Regions from separate parts of the Mus musculus genome. Here region 1 is linked to region 2. The links are chromatin contacts, called in public HiChIP or PLAC-seq maps. All regions are on one chromosome and are shown on one strand. The core of a region is the stretch at or near the end of the contact, and the rest is flanking DNA. Distances in the headings are between cores, read along the strand shown. Region 1 holds the start of Qars (glutaminyl-tRNA synthetase). Region 2 overlaps Rbm5 (RNA binding motif protein 5).

Region 1 (3,636 bases), core at 210-2,709, 760 kb after region 2:
TATCAATCACATGTATGGTGCCACAGGGGGCCAAAAGAGGGCATTAGATCTCCTGGAACTGGAGTTAGAGTTTGTTGAGAGCCATCATGTGGATGCTGGGAACTAAACCCTGATGTTTTCCAAGACCACAAAGTGCTATTAATTCAATTTAGAAATATAAAACTGTGTGTGTGTGCAATATTCTGAGTCAGTTCTCTCCTGCCACTATGTGTGATCTAAGGACCTAGAACCCTGTTTGTGGAGACCTGAGGAGGGCACTGGATCCCCTGCAACAGACAATACATATATTTTAACCACTTTGTGGGTGCTAGGAATTGAACCCAGGTTCTCTGGAAGAATAGGCAGTGCTCTTCTTCTTCTTTATTTATTTATTTTGGTTGTTACAAGACAGGGTTTCTCTGTGTAGTCCTGGCTGTCCTGGAACTCACTCTGTAGACCAGGCTGACCTGAAACTCAGAGATCCGCCTACGAGTGCTCTTCTTTGTTTTTTTGAGACACGGTTTCTCTGTATAGCCCTGGCTGTCCTGGAACTCACTTTTTAGTCCAGGCTGGCCTCGAACTCAGGCCTCTGCCTCCTGAGTGCTGGGATTAAAGGAGTGAGCCATCACCGCCCTGCCGGAGTGCTCTTCTTAAATGCTGAGCCATCTCTCCAAGCTCCCAGGATATTTTTTATCTACTCCTTGACAATTTCATATATGTGAACAATGCATCTTTTTGTTTTCTTATTTTTCGAGACATAGTCTCACTATGTGACCCAGATGGCCTTGAACTTGCAGAGAATTCCCCTGTTTCTGTCTCTGGAATTAAAGGAGTATACCAAGTCTCTCCCACTCCAGAACACCTGCCTCTTACTCGCCCAAGAAACCTCAACAGGTTTGTCTTGGGTACCCAGTTGGTCCAATCAGTGCTTCCTGTGGCATGTTGATGCACCTTGTTTGCATAAGATTTTAAAGAAATCATAGACCTTCCTATGAAGTCCCTTCTGGCCTTTCTTTCGCTTCTCCTTGCTGTGTCCCAGTACGCACTTAAAAAGTACCAGGTTTATGTGGTCCCTAGGTAGGTCATTCTATATATTTTCTGCAGTGATGTGGACCAGGAAATTCAGGGAATTCATTTATGTTGCCATGACAACCCCAAAGCTGTGACGTTGAAAAACGCGGCCGGAACTTTTGCTCTCCGACAAGAGGATAGTGTCGGGTTCCTTGGGCTGAGGGGGGAGAGGCCACGCCTGAGTCTACCTGCAGCTTTGTTGCTAAACACTTTCCCTTTCCACGCCCATGGCAATTTTTTTAAAGTCGCACGGACCCAACCCTGTCAACTGCCTAGAACCGGGAAGGCGGAAGCTAACTGCCTGGAAAAGCCAGTCCGCTCGCTCTCTGACTCATAAATGGCGTTGACTACCTGGCTGGCCCCGCCCCTTTCACCGAGGAAGGCCACCATTGGTTCTCTTCAAGGCTTCGTACTCCTATTGGTCAATGAGCAAAGGTCGCTGTTCAGATGAGGCCCAAAGTTTCTTTTGGTTTCCGGTGTGCCTGCTATGGCTACTCCAGATTCGCTAGCGCTGTTCACCGGCCTTGGCCTTAGCGAGAACAAGGCCCGCGAGACGCTCAAGAACGAGGCTCTGAGCACTCAGCTGCGCGAGGCGGCGACCCAGGTGCGAGCCCTGTTCCCTGGCCTTAGCTGCTTGCTGTGCTCCAGAGCAACGTGGGACTGGGTCCAGATCTTGATTTGCTCCGGGTGTCCTGCTCTTGCCTTGTGGGAAGAGGAAGACACTTTAAAGTGATTCATCCTAACTCACTGGGAATGGATCTTTTTTCCCCCGGCCCCCTGACTCCAGGCACACCAGATTCTGGGTTCTACCATCGACAAGGCTACTGGGGTCCTCCTATATGACTTGGTCTCCCGACTCAGGGATACTCGGCGTCGTTCTTTCCTTGTGAGCTATATAGCCAATAAGAAGATTCACACGGGACTCCAGCTGAGCGGTGAGTCCCGTCTGTTTTACTAGTCCACCTTCAATCTCTTCTTTAGCAAAGACTCGAGTTTGCTTTTTCTGTCAAGTGTTGCTTTTTGGACAGCAGGTTCTGGACAGGCACTGAGGCATGGAGGTAGAGACCTCTGGTGTGGATTGCAGAGTTACCACAATGAGAAGCCTGCTTCAGAACACATGGCTTCTCTTTTCTCTGGTCTCAGTGCTTCTCTTCAGTGGTGCCAGGGCCTAACCTCTTAGGCATCTAAGTAACCGAAATAGTTACCTCTTCACTGTACTAAGGCCCTATCTACCCACTTCTTGGAGCTGACTTGTCTAGTTAATTGCCCCTCCGTTTTCAGCTGCTCTTGAATATGTTCGGAGTCATCCCCAGGATCCCATTGATACCAAGGACTTCGAGCAGGAGTGTGGCGTCGGTGTGGTGGTGACACCGGAGCAGATTGAGGAAGCTGTAAGTCCTCTCCTCCAGGCATCAGATATCTCCTCCTAGTTCTTCTGCCCCTGCAAAGGAGTGGTGTAGCTTTTCTCCACAGACCCACAGTGAGAGTGGCTGTTGGTCTCCTGACTGCTTCTGAAGAGGTGTTCATGAACCATATGGCTTGGCTTTCTGCAGGTGGAGTCCACCATAAATAAGCATCAGTTGCAGCTCCTAGCGGAACGGTACCGTTTCAACATGGGGCTGCTAATGGGTGAGTTGGATCTGGGGCAGGGAGTTACTTGGAAGTGCATCATTCTGATTGTTCCTTTCATTTTGGGCATTCATGGGAAGGGCGATGGGAGTGTGAGCAGGGACAGGGTGCTAGTGTTCTGACAGGGTCCTGGTCCTGAGTCAGCTGGGCCTTCTTTGAGGAGGGGAAGAAATCCTCCCTTTTCCTCCTTGCAGCTTCTTATGTTTATCCTCTTAGGAGAGGCTCGGGCTGCGCTCAGATGGGCAGACGGCAAAATGATCAAGAACGAGGTGGATATGCAGGTGGGCACCTCCCTAAGAAGATGCTCCGGAGATAAAGGGAACGAGACCCTGTCCTTCTTCTGACAGGGAAAGTGGAGCCCAGTGTGGAGGGAGTAGCGCTTAACTTGGGTCTCTGAGTGAGGGTGACCCCCTTTCTTGGGAAGCTGCTTCCTCCTCTCACATGTGCATGCTGTGGCCTTTATTGATATCTGGCAAAGAATCACAAGAGGACGATGACTGAGGTACATTGTTTATCGTGATGCTGGGCCCACGTTATTTATCTGTAAATGGCAGCACTCGTTCTCTGGGCCCAGGATAAGTCCTCAGAAAGGAAAAAGCATTCAAGGCCAGTAGAACCATGTGAAGAAGCCAGCTGGGCAGAGGCAGGTGGATCTCTATGAGTACTAATCTGGCCCTCATAGTGAGTTCCAGACCAGCCGAGGATATATAGTAAGATCCCATGTCAAACAGCAAAACATGTGATGAGATACAGCGGGATGGGGTGGATAGGTTGGCTGGCAGAAAAGCCAGGAAGCCCTTGGTTGTCGGGGAAGGACTCCATCAGGAGATTCTTGAGAGAGTACACCCTTGTCTGTATCTATCTGCTCAGGTGCTTCACCTTTTGGGGCCCAAGATGGAAGCTGATCTGGTGAAGAAGCCCAAGGTGAGGCTAGGAATTGCCCAAGATAACTGGGAG
Region 2 (3,765 bases), core at 791-3,290:
ATCTCAAAAAAAAAAAAAAAGTAAAACAACTCCCTCCCCAAAGCAAAAGGACACAATGGGGGAGGTGAGGAAAGGGTTTCAATGAAAGTGTGCCTTTGTCTAATACCCTGCAAACCTGCACACCGAGCACCCATGAATGTCAGAGTCTATACTTACCTCAATGGGAGCTGTGATGCCTTGACACTTTCTTCCTAAGCCTGAGCCTTCCCGCCAACCCATAGCCTGCAGCATCTTGTTGCCAATGTTACTGTGGTCAATGCCATCTTTGGTGGGCTGCTCGTAATTCCTGCCAGTGGCAAACACACAGTTACTTAAAACAGCCAGAGCCCTAGCTAATGAACTGGAAAATGGTGCACATCACATACACAGTGCCAGCATCAAACTGCTTCTTGCGCTTGGGCTCTGGGGGCTCTGGAATTCCGTATTTCTCTCGTCTTTCTGCTGCTCGGTCTCTGTATTTCATCTAATATAGAAAACAACAAAAATAAGGTAGGAGTATCCTCATTTCAACTTTCAATAGTCTTAAACATGCAGATGTTAACCTGCAGTAGTACCTTTTAACTTGGAGCCTGACTATTTAGACTTCAAAACCAAATCCCTTTGTTTCTTTTACCACTTTTGGTCTCATTGCTTGGTACTGTCCTAAAGATGAGGAGGCCAGAACTGGCCATCCCCAGGTAGCATTTGGACGGGTCTAATTCCAGAAACAGAGAAGTGTTAAAGACGCTTCCTGAGACTCACCCAGAAAACCCCGGAGAGCTGGCATTATAATCCATGGGGAAAGCAAAAGTTCTGAGTACACACACCTCACATTGATCCTGGGGCAAGAAACGTCTAAAGTACTTTTAATGTGGGCTGGAGAAATGTCTCAGCAGTTGAGAGCACTGACTGCTCTCTTCCAGAGGTCCTGAGTTCAAATCCCAGCAACCACATGGTGGCTCACAACCATCTGTAATGGGATCCGATGCCCTCTTCTGGTGCATCTGAAGACAGCTACAGTATACTCATACACATAAACAAACATTTTTTAAAAAATTATTTGTAATGTATAGGCCTCTATATGTGCTTACTATTCTGTCTGGCCCTGTCTCATCAACCACTAACCCCACAGGCACGACAGACTAGTAAACCTTAGTTCTCAGCCCTGTTTATCATTTGCAGGCCACTCCTCACTTCTACACGACTAGGAAATCATTAGTGCTTTCCTGAATTCAGTGCCTCATTATTACTCAGGGAAGCTTATATTATCAGGACAAACAAGGAAACATTTTTTCCTGACTAAAAGCCACTGTGGGGCTCAGCAGATACAGGCCATTCCACCTGCAGGCCAGGCCAGTTTACAGAGGTACAATGGCTGGACAACAAGTGCTTTTGATATACCCTTCAATTTTGCTTAGGAACTTAGAATTAAATGCTAAACACAAAAGCAAAATAAAAGCCTGGTGTGGCAGTACAGGCCTAGAGTGGCAGCCACTTGGAAGACGTGAGCCCAGGGGGTCAGGGCCAACCTGTGAACATAGCAAGACTCCATCTAAACAAAACAAAGTATTAAAGGCAGGTATGTCAGGATTCTCATCCAAACACAGTATCCATGTATTCACCTCTCTCTCCCTCAGCTCCAAGGCTTCCAACTCCTGCTCGCTCAGCCTGGATCTTCGGTAGATGTCCATATTTTGCTATTAAAAAAGAGTTTACAGACACACTTAGAATTCAGACTACTTTAATATGAAAAGTCATAACATTAGTGTTTTGTTTTATATTCTGGCCAAATCAATACACCATAGCATCCAAACCAAATCCTGGGGTGTATGAAGACACAATGACTCTCTGACCTCCTACAGCACTGGGCACCGATGCGACAGAAGGTTATTTACTGAACCTTCACCAGAGTCACCACTCACATTAAATTCCCTCCCTTCCCCAATAAGCTTTGAGAAGCAAGGCCACCTTGTGTAAGTCGGAGAGCTGCTGGTGCCTGACCAGGGCATCTCTGTTTGGGAACTGACGTCGGCACAGCAGGCAGGCCATCTTCTTCCAGTCAGCTAGTTTCTCTTCCTCACTCTCAAGTCTCTCTACCAGCTCCTCCTCATTGTCACTGTCACCACTGTAAGCAGCAACCAGACCTCTCTGGGGAAAAAATGACAATGCTCATTGGAAATTCCACAGATAAAACAGCGTCAAAATTTGAGGGAATCTCCATTGCTCTGCATTGTCTTTTAGTAGTAAACAACACTTCATCAACTGAATGGAACAGCCTTCTAGAACCAACCCCACGGAGCCCAAGAAATGGTTTTTTTAGACAACTGTTTTCAAACCACTGACCGTGCATAAAAACTCCAAACACAACAAATCAGAGCAATGGCTCAGCTAGCCCAGTATCTATCTATCAAGGAAAGTAAGTTTTCGCTTTGTCCTAATTTTCTTTCCAGACCATTAAAAATCCTATTTACAAATGCCTTGAAAGCCAATTTACTTAGCTTAGGGATTCAGGCTTCATTCATCGGTCCATCTCACCTGATCTCAGGCACAGAAAACAAAGCCCACAATGTGGATTCTATATGCCAAAGCTGTTCCAAATACCCACTGACAGAGAAAAGCATCCCATTTTAAGAGGGAATTGCATTAGCCAAGATGCAGCAGATTCAAAGCGGGACATAAACTGCACAGCTGGGTGACACATAGGCGGTGCCCTTCCTTACTTTAAGGGGGTTTTCTTCATCTCCATTGCGCACCAATTCAGGGAGGAGTTGCTGCCTTTCAGCTAAGGCTCCCTGGAAAACAGAACAAGACATAAGCCTCAATTGTTACACAGACAGCCATTACAAAGTGTGGCTACTCCTGTTAACATTACCTTCTTCTCAAAAAGAGCAAAGCCAGCATCTGCTGCGGCAGATTCTCTCCTTTCTTCTTCTCTCAATGAATTGACAGGTTGAAAGCTGTTTTTAAAATTTTCTTTCTGCTTATTTAAACTCTTGGCCCAGCGTTCCATGTCTTTGGCAATCTAGTATCAAACAACAAACACCATCAAAAAGCACTTACTTCTCTGTAATCTAACAATAAGCCAACAGGAATCTTATGTTGGACTCACAGGACAGCTCAGTGGTAATCTGTGTTTGGTTCCTGGAACCCATGGTACAGGAGGAGAGAACTGATCCCTTTAAATTGTCTCTGACCTCTATTCCACACACAAGTAGACAAACACATAAAGATTTATATACTATGTTAAATTACGTAAATGTGTACGCATCTGTGTGTACAAGTGCAGTGCTTGCAGAGACCAGGAAATTGTGTCACATTCCCTAGAGCCAGAGGTTCAGATAGAAGATGCCCAACATCAACGCCGGGATTCAAACTCCGTTTTTCTACAAGAGCACTGTGTGCAGCTGAACGATCTCCCTGTGCCTGGATTTTTAAATTTGGGTTGTGAGGACTATATCATGCTTGTGCAAAAAGCACTTTACTCTACCACTGAGCTGTATTACCAGCGGTTTACTTACTTTGAGACAGGGTTTTACTAAGATGCTAGTGGGAGAAAATAAATGGAAGGAAGGAAGAAAGGAAAGAAAAAAGGAGAGAAAAGAAAAGAAACCCATACTGGCTCTAAACTTGTGAGCCTTCTGCCTTAGCATCTTAGGTTGCTTCATTGTAGGCCTGTACCAACAGGACCAGTAGCCCAGTTTTTAAGAATCCAAATATAGCTGACTTTAAGTGTAATAAGCCCAAAACGAAGAAGTAAGTCGCTTTAATTCTCTAAGGACCATGGTG

The links. HiChIP or PLAC-seq counts read pairs in DNA pulled down with a chosen protein or histone mark.
Region 1: a contact with region 2 is called in an H3K4me3 HiChIP or PLAC-seq map of bone marrow-derived macrophages, with 4 times the contacts expected there. The contact joins the promoter of Qars here to the enhancer-like site in region 2. A contact is called at or near these places in 11 of 39 promoter capture datasets (the 3T3-L1 cell line, the C10 cell line, cranial neural crest and 8 more), 1 of 15 datasets of contacts at CTCF or cohesin (large pre-B cells), 6 of 115 datasets of contacts at active chromatin or transcription factors (astrocytes, bone marrow-derived macrophages, cardiomyocytes and 3 more) and 3 of 9 other capture datasets (adipose tissue, embryonic stem cells and liver).

What each region holds. Positions count from the first base shown.
Region 1 is chr9:108,506,546-108,510,181 of GRCm38.p6, forward strand. Qars (glutaminyl-tRNA synthetase) reads left to right here and starts at 1,460. Exons shown (of 24, transcript NM_133794.2): 1 at 1,460-1,654; 2 at 1,838-1,985; 3 at 2,332-2,441; 4 at 2,604-2,679; 5 at 2,896-2,960; 6 at 3,550-3,603. The coding sequence starts at 1,538.
Region 2 is chr9:107,742,236-107,746,000 of GRCm38.p6, forward strand. Rbm5 (RNA binding motif protein 5) reads right to left here. Exons shown (of 25, transcript NM_148930.3): 19 at 2,852-3,001; 20 at 2,700-2,771; 21 at 1,948-2,127; 22 at 1,602-1,676; 23 at 366-463; 24 at 157-286. Among named protein-coding and RNA genes, the nearest start is that of Gm34605, 14 kb to the left of the region's middle. Within about 2 kb of position 2,041, at least 8 of the 459 cell types and tissues checked have an H3K27ac peak or open chromatin away from gene starts, as enhancers often do. A contact at or near this core is called in bone marrow-derived macrophages and microglia, where this site is marked.